Regions from separate parts of the Gasterosteus aculeatus genome. Here region 2 is linked to region 1. The links are chromatin contacts, called in public Hi-C maps. All regions are on one chromosome and are shown on one strand. Each heading gives the region's core, a stretch centred on a gene start, on an enhancer-like site or on the middle of the called end of the contact. The rest is flanking DNA. Distances are from core to core; before and after follow the strand shown. Region 1 holds the start of gata2b (GATA binding protein 2b). Region 2 overlaps eefsec (eukaryotic elongation factor, selenocysteine-tRNA-specific).

Region 1 (5,187 bases), core at 1,690-4,189:
TCTAATCTATCTATCTATCATTTACACAGATCTGCTCCAGTAAATGATGCATTCGCTGCATTAGATGTATTTGTTGTGCGTGTTTGAAAAGGCGGCGATAATCTGGGAGAGAGAGATAAGAAATGCCATTTATTCCGCAGCACTTTGGAGCCTATTTCCCGGGCCGATCAGCCCCCATTCTCCCCGACACCTCCAGCAGCTCGCTGATAACGATTAGGCTATTTATTATCTTCACAAAGAACAAAGATTAGCCAGCACCGATGAAAAATTACCCGGGGATGGGTTATAATCAGCGGGACCCCGGGATCCCACCAGCATTGGATTTCTATTTCAATCTGGGGGAGCGACTCAACACACGGACACACACACACACACACACACACACACGACAACACGTATAGATACATACGTGCACGTGTCAATGCAATAAGCTCTTGGTGCAGAACATGATTAACTTAATGCACAATGAAGAATGCTACACAAAATGTAAAATAAAAAAATCTTCGTCATAATAATAGCACGAGCCCAAATAATAATCCCCTACAGCAAATTAATTCAGCCTTAATTAAGATGAATACTAATAATAAACGTTTATATTAGCCTATTTATCTATTGTCATTTTTAGCATTCAAACCATAGTGACATTTCATTTTTATCTGTATTATGAGGTAAAACTACTTCCTTCCATTGGCAGTCTCATAATGAGATTCTCGCAGCTGAATCGGACTGTGACCTCACTGCGCTCGTATGAGAAAAAAGACCAGTAGAAAAAAAAAAGGAGGGTGGATTGAATTAATGTCAAATCCTAAAATGGAAGTGGATGTTCGGCGCCGATAAGGTTTTTATCGCCACGCCAGATCAAAAGGGCTCACACTCAAAGCATGTGTATTTCCACATTATCATGCTGATGAGCTCTAATGCTGCCACGCTTGTCCCCCCGGTATGTTCGGCTTTCTTCAGTCCATGCGGCAGATTTCCTCTTAATACTGAAAGAAAGGAATTGTTTTCACTGTGTAAATGAGGAATTTCAGTTCTTCACATAGAAAAACAAACGGATTTATCTAGACAGGCTTTTTAATCACCCGACTTTGACGTTTATCACGGATTTTAAGAGGGACGTTAAGGGAAGTTGTTCTGGAATATATGTTTTATTTTATATGTTAAAAAGAAAGAAAGAAAGATAAAGAAATAGAGATAGCAAAACAAATAGATAGATAGTGCTGTCATTCAAGTTTCGGCCCAACAAAAACCGCTCTAATAATAACTGGATAGCTGTGAGTTGTAGCACACTTAAAGAGAATGAATACTTTTCGAGTTTCAGTCAGATGAACATTCTGCTTCCATGTTCATCGCCTCCTTTTTCGGAATTTCGAAAAATGGGCGTTTTTGACCACAGCGGAAGGGTTCATGTTAATTGCCTCAGAGGTTTTACGCAGTTATTTTGCTCAAAGGCAAGATAGGGAGCCCAATAAAATAAACTAAAAAACTCAGACTGCTTTACGGCAACATTGTTTCCTTTTAGTTCGGCAGTGTTCTTCTCGCACAGCGGTTTCCGTTGGAATCCCATGATGCATTACATTTTTTTCCAATAGAATTGAATGTAATCTAATATTTGCGTATTTATTGCCTTGGCAGTGGTTTGCCACGCAGTGCTGGTTGGCCTGGTCTTACATCCAGGGTGACGCACTGTTTATGCTCCTTAGGGTCAGTGTCCTTCTTTGAGATCACCCACTGGGACTGCAGCAGACGGAGGACCCCCATCTCCCCCCATCTCCCTCCCTCGCTCTCTCGCCCTCTCTCTATCTCTCTCTCACTAGGAAAAGTTCATGTCCTGATTCTGTTTTTCTTCTTCACTGTGAGGCAATGACGTCAGGAGACGGCGTCGAGCAGGCGGCCGTGTCCGCCGGTTGGGGCTGCACGCGCTCCCTCTTCAATTAGTGTCTGTCAATCATGTGCGAGGGTAGAGAGGGGCTAGAGGGGAGAGAGAGAGAGGGGGGAGCGAGGGAGAGGGGGGTTAGAAGGGCGAGAGACAGAGAGAGACAGTTAGAGAGAGAGAGAGAGAGAGAGAGAGAGAGAGAGAGAGAGAGAGAGAGAGAGAGAGAGAGAGAGGGACATATTACTAAACAAAACATTGTTTCTTCACCTAAATGTAAACCAAATGCGTGAGTATAACCCTGAACGCATCTTAACAAGAGTTTAGTGTATAGATTATAACTCTTAAAAATCATTGCTTTATTTTTTGGGGGAAATTGTGTTTTCACAATTAGAAATATTGCTTCACGAAGGCCGAGCGTGACCACAGGCAAATAAATATAGCCTAGTGAATTTCCATATATTTGTCACCAAGAGATGTAAACACACCAGAACACACTTATTTTAGTCTGTATTGTTGAAACAATGGTTCATTAACGGGACAGCTCTCTCCAGAATTGTTTTGGTAGCTACTTTCAACCGTAGTCCGCATATTAACTAGTCACACATCATTACTGGATAGAGACATTACTTTTGAGTTTGTCCAATTATGGCGCTTTGAGCACCAAAAGTAAAATGATGTATAGTCCAATTATATTTGAGACATCTCCGTGGCTAATATTTGCAATAATTTACCGTGATTATGAAATTATACAAAATGGAATTCACCGGGGAGACTAATGCCTATAAACAGCCAGATTTTGGGAATATTACACTCGTGATTAATATTACACTGAAACATTGAATTCCATAGAATAAATAAACATAAAACAAAGTCATAATGTCTCCGCCCTGAGCTGCCAGGCCATGTCTCTCCGTGCGAGTGTTATTGAAGGGTCTTTTTTTCTGGTTGGGGGGGGGGGGGGGGGGGGGGGGGGCGAGGGAGGAGGAGGGACTCTGAGGTTTTGCAGAGGTGGTTTGCAATTGGCTGAGTCAAATCTTTAACGGAGACTCCGCCCCGTGAGCTTGACAAGCCGGGCCGCGCGCTGTCACCCGCACTGGTACGTGTTGCTTTAAGTCCCGGCGGACGGAGAGGACTCTTGACAAACACCAGCCGACTACCGGAGAGGACCCGCCGCAGCACAGAGGGGACACGGAGGGGACACTTCTCCCAAACCGCGCCAGCTAATAGCCGCGGCAGAGGTACGCAGTGTTTGTCTGAGTGTCGTGTTGAGCGTTTTTAAGTGAGAATGCGCGCATTGGTTCGCGGACGAGTTGTGAGCAGAGTGATGCAGTAGTAAATACTTTGCGTGTAGACGAGTTGTTTTGCTCGCAACACATGAGCTGCCCCCCCCCCCCTCTCTTGAAAATATTAACATCCGATGTTTGATCTTTTTTGCAGGTTTTCAAATTCGACTCGATATCAAGGAGGAGAGAGGGGATTTAAAGTCAGAGGAAACACTGCATTAAATGGACACAGTGAAGATCTGGTAAAGAACACACCATTTTAGACCACCCTCTCCCTCTGGATACTCGTTCACTCCAAAGCGCGGAAACACAGAAGCCACCACGATGGATGTGGCGGCTGATCAGCCCCGCTGGATGCATCACCATGCGATGCTGAACGGACAACACCCGGACTCTCATCACCACGGCCTGGGACACAACTACATGGAGCCCACGGCGCAGCTCCTGCCTCCGGATGAGGTGGATGTTTTCTTTAATCACCTGGACTCACAAGGAAACCCGTACTACCATAACTCTGCGAGGGCCAGAGTGTCCTACAGCCAGGCGCATGGTAAGATGAGCTACAATGGCCTTTGTAGTATGGAATGTATTGACTAGGCAAAAGTAACTATTACCGATAATAAAAGAGATAATAAAAGGGGTGGGAGGGATAATAAAAATCTCCCATTTTTATTATCCCTCCAGATAATAAAAATGGGAGATGTTATAATTGGGATTTACAAATAAATAGTGCAATATGCGACATATTATTTCTTAGTTTAGGTATGTATTTCATATATACTATTTCAGGCTATGTTACCTTAAATCAGGCTAGTGAATCAACAAGTGTACTTCATTTTGCATTCAAACTCGCAAGTGACAAAAAAAAAGTAATGCAGAATCAATCATCCTCATCAATTTTGGTCTTTTTGTATTTCTCAGCTCGTCTGACGGGGCCTCATCTCATCCACAGCCCGGGGCTTTCATGGCTGGACGGGGGGAAAGCCGCCCTGTCGGCTCACCACCACCACCACCACAACGCCTGGTCCGTCAGCCCCTTCAGCAAGCCCAGCCTCCACCACGGCGGCTCCGCGTCCCCCGGCGGCCTCTCCGCCGTCTACCCGTGCAGCAGCGGCTCCAACGCGGCCTCCGCATCCTCGTTAACGCCGTCGTCCCACTCCAGCCCGCATCTGTACGCTTTCCCCCCGACGCCACCAAAGGACGTATCACCGGACCCGGGGGCCGCGTCTCCCTCCGCCGCCAGAATGGACGAGAAGGAATCTATCAAATACCACGTGTCGTTATCGGAGGGCATGAAGCTGGAGGACTGCGGTCCGCTGAGGAGCAGTCTGGCCTCCATGAGCGCGCAGACCCCCTCCACGCATCACCCCATAGCGACGTATCCGACCTACTCGCTGCCGGCGGCGCACGAGTACGGCGGCAGTCTGTTCCACCCGGGCAGCCTGCTGGGCGCGTCGTCCGGCTTCAGCTCGAGGAACAAAGGCAAGACACGCTCGTGCATCGGTGAGTCCACCGCAAACACACCTGGGACTAGTTTTACAACGAGCTCAATTCTACCCGAAAATAGTCAGAGAGGGTTTGGATCGGTCTGCTGTTCTGTAGCGAATCAGTGGTGATTACACTAAAAGTCGAACTAATTGGTCCCAGGCAAATACAAAATAACTGCATGCATTTTTTTTAAAATTCCGTGGCAGTCTCTTTATGAATCTGTGGCTCAAGTAAGCATTTTTATAGACCAAATCGTGCAGCTTTTACTGCCATATTTAACTATTCCTAAAATTATTATTTCACAATCGCGTTAATACACAAGCATACACAATTAGACTGGATATTAATACTAAATAGGTTTATAAACCATAGCTAAAATCAAGCCGATCTAAAACGTTATTACCAGACACCTCCTTATGAGGCCATAGTTGTCAAAGAAAAATACATTTTAACCTTTGAACAACAGTCGCCATCTAATATACTGTTTAAAATTCAGACATCCTGTAAAACTAAGTAAATAAATTCCAAATTGTACGAAGG
Region 2 (5,187 bases), core at 1,026-3,525, 57 kb after region 1:
AAACTGAACCACTAAAGCCTGAGAATCAAGATCAGTGCACGTGAAGCATTTTTACGGATGACTAGTGGCGTACGCATACTCGACAGTAGATTCAGATCCAAAATAAAAAACACCAGATGTCAAATTTAGCTTTGGTGGAGAAATAAAATAGTGTCGGCAGTTAAGTTGGTTAGTGAAGTGAAGTTTATTAGGAGCAGTATAAAATCACGCTTAGACCACCGTGTTTCCTTTCCTTATGACAGATAAGAGAATAAAGGAATGAATTTATCAACACGAATTACAAAACACTCTAAATCAAGATTTCACATGTGATCATATTTACTGCTTTTCTTTGAGTTATACTAAAATTATTCTTTTGTTGACAAGCAGAACAACAAATGTGACCGTATTGCCTTAGGCTTTAAGGAAACCACACAGTTCTTATGTAATAATACGGATAATAGTGAGTAGATGAATAGGTGATGAAAACTAATTGTTATCTTATCAACAGAATGTTCTGTTTTAAAGTGTTAGATGAAAACCGCTGAACGTCTGTATTCCAGGAGAAGTGTGCGTTACGGTGTCTCAGACTTTTGAGAATGAAGAGGATGTAGGTGAGGTTCTCTTTCTAAATGTTTTTGTTTTCTCTTCCCTCCCGGTGTGGAGCAGTGGGCTCGGAGCAACAGAAGGTAAAATAAACAGGGAACAGACTTCCCCCGGAACACAGGCAATCCCCAGAGGAATCCTGGGAATGTGGCTCAGGATGTCGGGCCTACCACTATTACCGCATCCTGAAAACGGTCCGCAGAGCCCCGATCGGGAAAGTGCTCTGGATGTGTGTATTTGTTGAAGACGTGGCGATGCGACCTTCCTAAAAGCTACAGGGAGTTTTATGGGCGTGACGCAGCAGCGCTGGTTTTGGTCATGGTGAAACAGAGGTGAAGATGCAGTAACGTCTCACCTCAGGTGAACCTTACCTTGTATTCGGATCTTGAACTTCCCGCTCTGGCCAAACCCACCCTCCACAACGCCAGTCTCGCCTGTAGACAGTACGACCTTCAACCCCAAAAAGAGCTGGAGGTTGGTCTCCTTCTTGAACAGGTTGCGGCCAATCACAGAATAATCGTCAGTCACCTGAGCAGGAAAGAGCAGCGTTAATACAAAGAATTTTAATACAGTATTATGTGATCATCTGTTTATGAGTGTGAAAATGTCGGGGTGTATTTTAGTAGCGGAATCTCATATTGAATTCCTCTGATGTCCACGTCTTGTGGCGTTTCAGGATTTTACTCACTCGTGACAGCAGAGGGAGGATAAGGAGCTGATAGTCTGCCGTGTCCCCTCCCCAACTGTATGACATGCCAGAAGCCACATTCTCCGAGGCCTGCCGCCTTGCTGTCTCACTCTATCCCTTTCATACTGCATATTTTATGTTGTATTTGTTTGTACTTCTTTCTTATCATCCATCACTAAGTCGATCTAACCCGGCACTAATCTGATAACATGAGGGCACCGCTCTGTCTCCAACTGACCTCCCCCACTACCCGTTCTCCCTCTCTTCTGCCTGACTCTCATTCATTCTTGAACATTTGACCCAGACGTCCCTCCAGCGTGACTGATGCGCTGATTAAAAAAAATACAGTTGCTTTACACGTCTGACAGACGTATGAATTGTGACTAGAGGAGGCCGTCACGTCTCGACAATGCCAGCAATGTGTTCTTCCACAAAAAGGACCATAACTGCCCCTCTCTGTGAGATAGATGAAGAACAAACGTAATGCCACATGACCAAAGTCTGACTTCTTCCTCACGCTGTTCCAATTCTGAGTCACTGACTGGAGCTGTCAACACCCTGAGGTGCTAACAGCAGGAAACTAGTTCACACGCTTGACCCCTGACCTGAGGCTGAACCTGACAAGGGCGCACACAGAAACACTCAACTGTACAGGGCAGAAGAAGAGAGTCACTACATGTTCAGATGGAATACAAACAGTGGAAGTTTGGAGGGTCCTGACTTCTTGAAAAATTCTCAAATCAGCTGAAATCAATAAGAAAAAAGAAACAGCATCAGATAAGCCGAGATATGGATCGGCTCGGCATGAACGGGAGCTCAGGATTCAGGACAGAGCGCAACAACAGTCTCACTGGACCAAAAAGCAATGTGCATGTGTGAGAGAGAAAGAAGCTGAGCAGGAAGAAAGTGGCGCTTAACTGACACAGCCATGTGGGTATTCCTGCGCCGCTCAGGTGTATCCAAACAGGGCCAACCTCTGACAGGCAGACAGAGCTGGTGGCGTCAGTGCGCCACCCACGCACACCTCTGCGTCACGCTGCCTGCTAAGGCATGCACACCCAGCCAGAGCCGGAGACACTGATCACCAGGGCTGAATGTGCGTGGTTGTTTGTGTGTGCATGTTTATGACTTTACAATAGGGGCTCTGTCTGCCAGGCACGGTCCACTGCCACCAGCAATGAGAAACATCCAAAGGGGAAACACAGCTAGAGGGAGCGCAAGGTGACAGAGAGGGCAGAGGAGGAAGGGTACCACTCACGGGTGAGCAGAGAAGATGCCAGTCAGAAAAGACGAAAAAAAGAGACTCATTTCAAATAGAAAGCGTGTCCCACTCACCCTTTCCACCTGACCCTCCTTGTGTTTGGTCTTGTAGATGCGCAGACGAGGCAGGGCCGTCTCAGCGTAGCCTTTATCTTCAAACCCCTGCAGCAAACGGCCCTGGAAAGCCAACCGGCAGGCATTGGCGTGGATATCTGTGTCCAGCTTGGAACCAATCACCAGGCAGAGTGAGGGGCATGTGACCGGCCTCTCAAACTCCAACAAGGCCCATTGTTGTGGCTCAGGACCCAGACTGGCCTCTCCCTGACCAGTGACATACTCATCCTGGTAGAAGTACTCCCTCTCGAAGGAGAAGGGGGAGTCCAGTGAGCAGGGCTGAGGGGGAGACGGCTTAGTGTCTGAGGGCGGCTGCGAGGCATCAGCAGGTGGCAGGCCAAAGAACATCACCCTCGCCATGACCGTCTCATGACCCACTGTGATGTGGAACTTGGCGCGGGTGGCAAGAGAGCCCTTGAAGTAGCCGATCTTCCTCACAGAGATGACTGCTGCATACAGGGTGCGCAGGGACCCTGGGGTGCACACCACACCCCGCTCTAACAGTTTAGGGTCAAACTGTGTCACACACACACCCACGCGGTCCCCCTGCATGGCGCCCGACACTGGCTTCCGAAACATCTGCACGGACTTTATCTTCTTTGTCACCTAACGTCAGAGAGCATAGAGATACAAGTGCAAAATATATTAATACTTCTTTAAGGGTATATTTACACACAACTGACAAGAGAAAGCATGAAGTACATCAATCCACAGCACGGTACATTATGGCTGATGAATACACTTTGTCTTAACTCATAATGCTGCAGCGACGGATGTGTTTGTTGTTAGTTTTTTACCATTTCAATCAATCGTTATTCAGCTTCCACCTAGTTTTTGCATTTAAGAGCTAAAAATTATACAATTTTCATTAAATATGCACTGTTGCTTCAGAACTTGCAGCTGAGAACGGAAACCAACAATCCTTGATTGCGGGATATGGCATACCACAATTTTTTTGTGCTTGTTTTTGTTGTCTATTTCACTATTTGTCTACTACAGATCAGCAGTAGAGGCACAGATCAACACTCCATAACAAATAACTGTTAATTTAGCCATTTGCTGCCACCAAGAGGTGGACAAGAGAAATGTACAGAGAACTGCTGAGCCTGGCTGAAAGTGGGCATCTGGTCCAAATTACCCACGGACCCAGGGTCCCCTCATCCTTCCCTCACATTAAACTAAAACATCTTCTGCACCCATAGGGACATCCTTCCCTCCGTCTGCCCGCTTCCACTCAACTTCTGAACTTCCGAGTCTCTGCGGCTCCCACAAAATGATTTCCAGCGCTCTGATATGTTACCTGCCTGTAAATATCAGAGATTTTGAATTCATGTATTTTTAAGCATACCTTTAGCGCTGGGATTTCCACAGTGTCATTGATGGCCAGCGACCCCTGCAGGATGGTTCCAGTCATGACGGTTCCCTGACCGCGGATGGAGAAACAATGGTCCACAGCCATGAGGAGGTCACCTCCGGGGTCTCGCTGAGGGAGGTACGTCTGCTTCTTCAAAAGCTGACACGGAAAACCAAGATGGCAAGAAGAAGGACACATATAATGTCGACTTATTTATGCACGTGATAAGATTATCCACTGTATTGTTTTTCCATCGAAAAGTATTGACTTAGTTTATTCCTCAATGAAAAATGTCCAAATGTCTGTACACTACATATCTGGATGTCAACATGTTTTAAACAAATGTAAGATATACTTATCTATACAGCAATAAACAGACAGCACGTCCTGTACTACTATATACTACCTACCTATGTTGACTGGACAAAGAAAGTATGTGTAGTAGTTTGTAGTAGCTGAAGATTTTCTTTCTTAATTTAACACAACTTGAATAGCAGCAGTCTGTCAGCTGACTGACCGCACTTGTTCATAAGTGAGAACTTATGTGCTCTTTTGGGCTAAATTAGTAACTATGGAGGGAAACCGGAGTGTTTCCGGACTTTACCTCTATTAACTCTGGCACTCCGTGAGGCTCCTCTGGGGCAGCAGCCTCCGGGCCCCCGGGCTTTGCTGCCACAGCAATCACTGGACATTCCTTAAATCTGGTCAACAGAAATAAACATGATATTTACATTATTATTATTATTATAATTAAATGATTAAAGTTAATTTGAATTTAAAAAAACTGTGGGTCAGACGGACAGACCAGTGGAATCCAGAGAGGGAAAAAGAATGTGTAATGAATGAGGAATTTTGGCAAGAGATCAAATCCTGGGCCACTGAGATTACATGGGATGCCCAAACCATATATATATATATATATATATATGGTTATATATATATATATATATATATATATATATATATATATATATATGCCAATGTGTTCTTATACTTGTATGGGATTCAGACCTGGTGCCCTCCAGAGTTTTGTGCAGTCTCTTGGTCATTTTCTCAATGGCACTCTGTCTTTTGTTGGCTGGCAGTAGGTCAATTTTATTGAGGACGACCACCATGCGAGGGCAGGTCAGCTCTCCTATCAGCAGGCACTCTGCAGTCTGAGTCTGCACCCCTTTCACCACATCCA

The links. A called contact is a pair of places that touch in the nucleus more often than the background predicts.
Region 2: a Hi-C map of blood and trunk muscle shows a contact between it and region 1, with 2.1 times the contacts expected there. The contact joins the enhancer-like site here to the promoter of gata2b in region 1. A contact is called at or near these places in 6 of 6 Hi-C or Micro-C datasets (blood and trunk muscle, liver, skeletal muscle and 2 more).

What each region holds. Positions count from the first base shown.
Region 1 is chr17:10,341,762-10,346,948 of fGasAcu3.hap1.1, forward strand. It overlaps gata2b (GATA binding protein 2b), which reads left to right and starts at 2,940. Exons shown (of 6, transcript XM_040204785.2): 1 at 2,940-3,114; 2 at 3,314-3,709; 3 at 4,081-4,641. The coding sequence starts at 3,484.
Region 2 is chr17:10,399,221-10,404,407 of fGasAcu3.hap1.1, forward strand. eefsec (eukaryotic elongation factor, selenocysteine-tRNA-specific) reads right to left here. Exons shown (of 7, transcript XM_040202727.2): 2 at 5,013-5,187; 3 at 4,606-4,702; 4 at 3,996-4,160; 5 at 2,609-3,253; 6 at 957-1,113. Among protein-coding and RNA genes, the nearest start is that of ruvbl1, 4.7 kb to the right of the region's middle. Within about 2 kb of position 2,276, at least 5 of the 9 cell types and tissues checked have open chromatin away from gene starts, as enhancers often do.